2 separate regions of the Mus musculus genome follow, and region 2 is linked to region 1. The links are chromatin contacts, called in public HiChIP or PLAC-seq maps. All regions are on one chromosome and are shown on one strand. Each heading gives the region's core, a stretch centred on a gene start, on an enhancer-like site or on the middle of the called end of the contact. The rest is flanking DNA. Distances are from core to core; before and after follow the strand shown.

Region 1 (3,496 bases), core at 355-2,854:
ATACTCTGGGGACAGCTTTCTGCCTCGGTTACAAGGGCCACGAGGGAAAGTCCTCTACTGGGTGCACACACTGCTCCAGGAAATGATCACGCCTGAAACCGTGTGCTCACACACTTCTGCCTCCTACACTCAGAGGACAACTTGGTAAAGCCTCCAGGCTGCTCCTCATCAACCATCTAAAGACACTCGCACCTGGCATCTAGAAATGTGCAAAGACTGATTTGTTGCCGGTCGGTGGTGGCTCACACCTTTGATCCCAGCACTTGGGAGGCAGGCAGATTTCTGAGTTCAAGGTCAGCCCGGTCTACAAAGTGAGTTCTAAGAAGCCAGGGCTACACAGAGAAACCCTGTCCCGAAAAACCAAAAAAAAAAAAAAAAAAAAAAAAAAAAAGACTGATTTGTGGCTAACACCAACTTTTCTATTGTCTTCTTAAGAATGACCCTCACATGGAACAGAAAATGGACTTCTGTTCAATAGGAAGGACGTCTCCCTTCCTGGAAAAGGATCCTCTACTGGGTGCACACACTGGAGGCTTAGCCACATTTAGCCAAGCTCCTTTTAAAAATATAAACTTTAGCTTCATCTCTGACAGCTCACGGGTGCATCCCTAGAGCAACTTTAGACCCCAAAGTGTCTGCAGCTCTGTAGCTTCTGTGGGATCATGGGAATTAGCCCAGCAGCAAAGCCACGAAGAGCCTGTATAAAGCACCCTTCCCTTCTCTTCCCTTCCCTTCATGGATTCTGTGCTCCTTTGTTCCCCAGAAGACACCCACTTGTCACCTCTGCTCAAATGGAGATGACTCAGCCGGTCCCCTACAGCTCCTAGGTAAAATCTGTCCCAATTATTAGGGCGATGCTGTTTCTCTGTGACAAGATGTCCTCTAGGGCCCTACCCCACCACAAGCTCCCACAAGTCGTGGCAGCTCCCACTGTTCTCCCAAGGCTTGGAGGGCCAGCAAGGACCCCAAAAGTCCCTGGCTGGAAGACTTTCTCTTTTTAGCACACACCCAAAGCCTGCCGTAGTGCTCCTGCCCTAGTGCTCCTGAGCTCCAAGGGGTCCCTTTGGGAGTGGGGGGGTGGGGGTGGGTAGCACTTCTTTTGCAAGGAGTGACCCGGGGGCACCCTAAGGCCTCTCTCAAGAACCCCTGTTCAACAGCTTCCAACTCTACTGACCATCCCTGAGCCCTGTAACTTTGACCCTAAGGTTTGCATCCCAATCCAACAACTAAGTAAGTCGGACCCTCTTATAATGGGCCAGGCCCTGGATGTGCTACATTCTATCCAGGTTAAGCCCAACTCCACAGCCCCACCGAAGGACATATCTTCCACCACAGCACTGATACTCAAGTTCGGTCACCTGCCTCCCTTCAGCGACCCCCCAGCCAAGATCAGACCCCCTTCACATGTGTCCCCATTCCCCAGCGCCGGCTTGCGCTCTCCTAGGTCAGAACCAGTTCCCACGTACGGGCCCTTCACCCTAGTCCCAGTTCGGTGCATGCAGATTCTGATCCCGAGTCCGAGCTCCGGGCGGGCACCACTCACCTCGTCAAGGCCGCGCACAGGTCTGACCCCGAGGCGCGGACGCTCAGGCAGTGCGAAGGGCAGCCCTGACCGCCTGAGGTCCCCGGACCATGGCGGCGATGGTGGCGGCGATGGTGGCGGCGCTGCGTGGACCCAGCAGGCGCTTCCGGCCGCGGACACGGGCTCTGACACGCGGGACAAGGGGCGCGGCGAGTGCAGCGGGAGGTAGGGTGGGGTCGTGGGCGGTGCACGCGGAGAGGGTGCCTGTGCGAGTGTCCACAGGGGGTCGCGGTGGCGGGGCTGTCCTGGAACGTGTCCGCGTGGGCGTGCCCACACAGGCCAGGGTTCTGATTAGGAGGGGACCTGCTTCTAGCAGGGCTGCTTTTTCCCCAGGTGTCTAAAACGTTGGCGGTGCCTTGCCTGAGGCCCTCCTGTGGTGGCAGCAAGCCCAGTCTTCTGGGATTTGTGTCCCCAATATTAATCGTAGCCCTGATGTCAGGGCTGTGATGGGATGATGTCAAGGGCTCTGATGGTCACAGGTACCCCATTGGCACACAACTTCCTAGGTGCAGCAACTCTTTTTATTGTTCTAGTTTTTTCTTTTTGTTTTTGTCCGTAATCCCACCCCCATGTAGCCAAGCTGGCCACAGACTGCTTAGGTAGTTGCCACCGACCGTGGCCTTCTGGGGTTACAGTCATGAACTACCTTGGTTTGTTGTTTTGGGCTTGATTTTGATTTTTTGAGTGATGGTCAGTTGGCAGTGCAGCTAGAGTTAGCCTTGAGGTGTTGGCCCTTCCTTCCTCAGCTTCCAAATGCACCTTCATGACCTGCCTAGTGTTTGGGGAGTGAGAAGACACTAGAAAGTTTGTGGAACCAAGCCCCAGTGCTTGTCAGGGCTCTTGAGAAGGGGAAGAAACAACTTGTTTGCACCAGGAAGCGTTATTGCTGAAATCAGGATAGTAATTAATTTCAAAGGGGGAAACTGGGTACCTCTCAACATGGGTCCACTACCCCCAATAGGCCAAGTTCCCCCAGAGTTTCCCAGTGGTATGATCAGTTTCATGAGTGGTCTCCATTATGTCTTTTCATGGTGACCACCCTTAATACTGCCCCCTGAATGTGAGTGACAGAACTCAATTCTGTCCACAGGGAGCGAGCATAGAGGGAGAGGAGCAAGGGCAGGCCAGGGTTCTTCACAGAGGCAGTGCTATGAAAGGTACAATGGCTGGCCCTTGGTCTACAGGGCCAAGGCAGGTAGACCGACTGCAAGTGGAAGTTGGCAGAGGCCTTGTGGCTCAGTGGCAGAAGCTAACCTGGGAGAGTACCAGGAAGCAGTCACTACATGTGAGGTGGGAACCTAGGGGACAGACCTCAGGGATTGACGGGTGCTCTTTCAGTAGCTTTGCTAACTCCCAGGTCTCTGGCTCTTCAGGGTCTCCTAGTGCTGTATATTAGGTGGAGGTAGTTTTAGTGATTTATGTGGAGGTTAAAAAAAAAAAAACAATCGGGGGGTTCGGAATAAAAAAAAAAAAAACCCAAGTCAGTCAAAGTACCTGTGCCATTGGTACCGTCACTCTGTGTCATTGGTACCGTCACCCTACATAATAACAGTAAAATGTCTGTAAAGGAGGGACAAGAGCGACTCCGCACTCACTGCTCTTCCAGAGGCTCCAAGTTCAGTTCCCAGCACCCACATGATGACTCCATTCCGAGGGGGACCCCGTGCCCTCATCTGCCCTCTGGCACTGCCCTCTGGCACAGCCCTCTGGCACTGCCCTCTGGCACTGTGTGCCCACAGTGCAGACATAAGTGCAAATGAACACTCAGGCACATAAAATAAATAAAAGCCAAAGAGTATGTTGAAATCTGTAGACAGGAGCTTCACTGAGCTCACAAGTCTAGGGCCCTTCAAGCTGCTAGGAAGCCCTTGTGGCTTTGGGATTTGTTTCCCACTGGGCAGAGTCCTCCACTAC
Region 2 (3,779 bases), core at 934-3,433, 260 kb after region 1:
TGCATCCCTGTGCCCATGTGCATCACTGTGTCCATGTGCATCACTGTGTCCATGTGCATCCCTGTGTCCATGTGCATCACTGTGCTCGTGTGCATCCCTGTGCTTATTTAATGTGGTCATGTGCACCTCTTGAGTCTCTCCCTCTCTTGCTCTCTATTGCTCTTTCATCTTCATGTCATATAGATGTGCATATTTAAAATAGCCCCTCCCCCCAATTTTGTAGCACTATTCACAACAGCCAGGGCATTGAATCAGTTTTGGTACCTATCACCAGATAGAAGGGTAAAAAAGTTATGGTGTATATAGTCAATGGATTTTTATTCATCCAAAAAGAATGAAATGACGTCATTTGCAGAAAAATGATTGCAATCGGAGAGCACTGTGTTAAGTGAAATAAGTCAACCTAAGAGAAATGCAGATCATTTTTTCTCTTAGGTGTGGTGCTTACACAGAAACTCTCACGTACTCAAGGGTGCCCCGTAGTCCATCCTTCATAGTGGAGAACCCCATTGTTGTCAACTGGGCAGATGTACAGCTTCTACAGGGTAGAAGGAAGGACCCTGGCAGCATCTTGGACCCTCAGACTGTGCCCACCATGCTCAGAGGCTTCACTGCCTCTCATCACTGAGGCTGCAGCAGAGCTGCCTGTGTGTGGAGGCCTTGCTACCCATGCTCTTCTCAGCAAGCTGCAAACTGCCCTGCCTCCAAAGGAGCTTACAAAGCAGCAGGCTTCTGCATAGTGAGAAGGAGGCATCTGTGTGACCCCCAGGCCAGGGTCCTGTGCTTGAAAGGGCAGCAAGGTGACCTGTCAGAGCACAAGGACAATCAGGGACTGCTTGTTCATCCACACATCCACACTCCCCACCCCCACCCCCAGGCAAAGGAGGTGGTGACTTCTCTCTGCTGGGTGGCCTAGTGATGCCTTGAGCTTCCCAGCTCGGTCTCTCTGAAACTTGCATGTGCTTATTTTACTTATTCGGTGGGAGGGGGCTCACTAGTTTTGGGGACAGGTTCTCATGTTTCTCAGGCTGGCCTCAAATGGACTATGTAGCTGAGGCTGAACTTCTGATTATCCTGCCTCCTCTTCCTAAACACTAGTATAACAAGCACAAGCCTTCAGCCAAGCCTGTTTTTCCTCTCCCCATCTCTCCACCTCTCCCTCCCACCCGGCTCTTTCTCTGACTTGGTCTCCCTATGCGGCTCAAGCTGGCCTGTAATTCAGGATCCTCCAGATCTCACCTCCTGAACCCGCAGGCACATTCTCATTTCAAAGAAACACTGGTGGGGGGGGGGGGGATTCCCCTTTTCAGGTTGGAAAGAGGGGCGTGTTATGGAAAGGGAGGAGAGGGGTACTGAGATAGAGATGTAAAGTGAGTGAGAGAAAATGAAGAGAACCTAGAAATAAACTATATAGCTAAAAAAATTTTAATGTGAATAGGACAGAAAAGAAACATTTATTATAATTTTAGCATAAAATGCCTTTCTTATAAAAAAATTTAAAATTCAAAGACCTAAGGAATAAAAGGCTAGTCGCTAGTCCTCAGACCGATTATTGACTTGGTGAGTGCCTACCCTGTGGCCGCGGCACAGGCTGACAACTCTGTCCCCAGGGGCTGCCGTGACCTCAATACACAAATAAGTCATTGCTTCAGCCTGGGCGGAGCGTGGGACCCGGGAGGCGCCAGGAGAGGGGGAGGGCGGGACCAGGCTGCCACAAACACTCCAGTCTCCAGGGCGGTGCGGTTTGCAGAAGGGCAGGAGGGAGGGCCTGCCCTGCGCTGCGCTGAGCTGAGCTGAGAGGTCAGCAGACGGCTGGGCCCCAGTTCAGTCTGCAGCGCTGGTCAGCCTCTCCTGGAACATGAGAATCCTACTCTTCCCAGAGCTGGCCTGCACTCACCTCTGACAAATCAGAACCCTGCGTTCTGGGCTTGGAGAATGTCTCAATAAAACTGAGAAGAGTGGAAGAACGGGGAAGAACAGAGAGAGGGAAAGAAGGAGGGGTGGGAAGAAGGGTGAAAAACACACAGAGAGAGACCCAGAGAGAAGGAGACACACAGGGAGAAACGGTGTTTATATCTAAGCTCAGGCCCGCCTTCATTCCAGAGTGCTCACTCAGCCCAGATCTTCGGAGCCCAAGGCAGAAGGTGACTCAAATCATGGCAGGGCAATCTGAGTGATTTGGCCAGTTTCCACCGACAGGGGGCCTCAGATCCCAGCTATCAGGCAGATGGGCAGTAAATGTCATGGTTGGATCTCTGTAGGGCACGTGCTGGACAGAAGCTGCTTTTTCTGGTGTGGTTTTAGTTGACGTTGGTCTTAGTCGCCAAGAGAGGAGATATCTCACGGCTCTGACTCCCTAAGGGCAAGGCTCTGCTTCAGCAAAGGTGAGCATGTAGAGAAGGGAGGGAGGAAGCTGGAGAAAAACCTGCGGTGCTTCCACCCAACAGGGTCAATGGAAACACACCACACACAGACAGAGGACTCACTCAGAGAGACACACACAGACACACATAAACATACACGCAGACACACTCACAGACACATACACAGAGACAGACATGTACAGTACAGAGACACATGCAGACAGACATTCACAGAAACACATGAACACTCCTATAAACACTGACAGATACATGTACAAAGACAGACAGACACACACACACACACACACACACACACACACACACACACACACACACACGCGCGCGCGCGCGCGCACGCGCGCGCGCATGATGAGTACCTTGGAGAGATTGCTTACATAGCATCCATAGACCCTAAGTTCTGAAGCTGCCCATATCCCAGGCACAATCAACCAGGTAATTCAGAGACTGACCCAGTGTTCCCTGACTCTCAAAACCAACATTCCTGAAACTTCCCCTTACTGATCCCTTCTCCCTGTGGATTTTTTGTACAGCCTTGGGTACATAGGCATATGAAATAGATCGACAAAATAAAAAATTTTAAAAAGATTTATTTATTTATTATGTATATAAGTACACTGTAGCTGTCTTCAGACACTCCAGAAGAGGGAGTCAGATCCCATTACAGATGGCTGTGAGCCACCATGTGGTTGTGGGATTTGAACTCAGGACCTCTGGAAGAGCAATCAGTGCTCTTAACCGCTGAGCCATCTCTCCAGCCCCTACAAAATCAAATTTTTATGTGATAAACAACCATAACAAACCATAAAGAATTTTGTTTTAAAATGTCTTTGGTGTACCTGTAATTTACCATTTATTTACTTTTTAAAAATCCCCAAATTTGCATGCTAATGAAATAAATGTACTTATTTATTTTTGCTCTAAGAATTAAAAATTGGGAGTTGGAGAGGTGGCTCAGTGGTTAAGAGCACTGTCTGCTGTCAGAGGACTCTGGTTCAATTCTCAGCACCCACATCGCAGCTCACAAATGTATACAACTCCCGTTCCCTGGCACCCTTCATAGATATGCTTGCTTGCCATCCTCCTGTTTCAGACTTCCAATTTCTGTGATTATAAGTAAATGTCATGGCTGGATCTCTATGACGCACCTGCTGGATGGAAACTGCAAATCTGCCTATAAGTGTTATTTGAAAAAAATTAAACATTTTCCAGCATGTGGTTGGTTGGGTTCGGGTCAACCCCGATAAGAGTGTCAAGTGTGTGTCGAGTTGACACTAGAGATGATGGGAGAGATTGGGTGGGACTCGTGTGCTCTGTGCATGGTGGGAGACACTGCTGTGTGGGACTCCTGTGCTCTGTGCATGATGGGAGACACTGCTGTGTGGGACTCGTGTACTC

Evidence for each region. HiChIP or PLAC-seq counts read pairs in DNA pulled down with a chosen protein or histone mark.
Region 2: an H3K4me3 HiChIP or PLAC-seq map of craniofacial prominence shows a contact between it and region 1, with 4 times the contacts expected there. The contact joins the enhancer-like site here to the promoter of Txnrd2 in region 1. A contact is called at or near these places in 9 of 39 promoter capture datasets (the 3T3-L1 cell line, 3T3-L1-derived adipocytes, cranial neural crest and 5 more), 15 of 484 Hi-C or Micro-C datasets (the AML12 cell line, the C2C12 cell line, Sertoli cells and 11 more), 3 of 115 datasets of contacts at active chromatin or transcription factors (the SCID.adh cell line, acute myeloid leukemia and craniofacial prominence) and 2 of 9 other capture datasets (adipose tissue and embryonic stem cells).

The regions. Positions count from the first base shown.
Region 1 is chr16:18,424,813-18,428,308 of GRCm38.p6, forward strand. Txnrd2 (thioredoxin reductase 2) reads left to right here and starts at 1,605. Exons shown (of 18, transcript NM_013711.3): 1 at 1,605-1,747. The coding sequence starts at 1,633. Comt (catechol-O-methyltransferase) reads right to left here and starts at 1,904. Exons shown (of 6, transcript NM_001111062.1): 1 at 1,544-1,904.
Region 2 is chr16:18,685,393-18,689,171 of GRCm38.p6, forward strand. No RefSeq gene overlaps it. Among named protein-coding and RNA genes, the nearest start is that of Gm41429, 9.4 kb to the right of the region's middle. Within about 2 kb of position 2,184, at least 313 of the 459 cell types and tissues checked have an H3K27ac peak or open chromatin away from gene starts, as enhancers often do. A contact at or near this core is called in 3T3-L1-derived adipocytes, the AML12 cell line, the C2C12 cell line and 14 more, where this site is marked.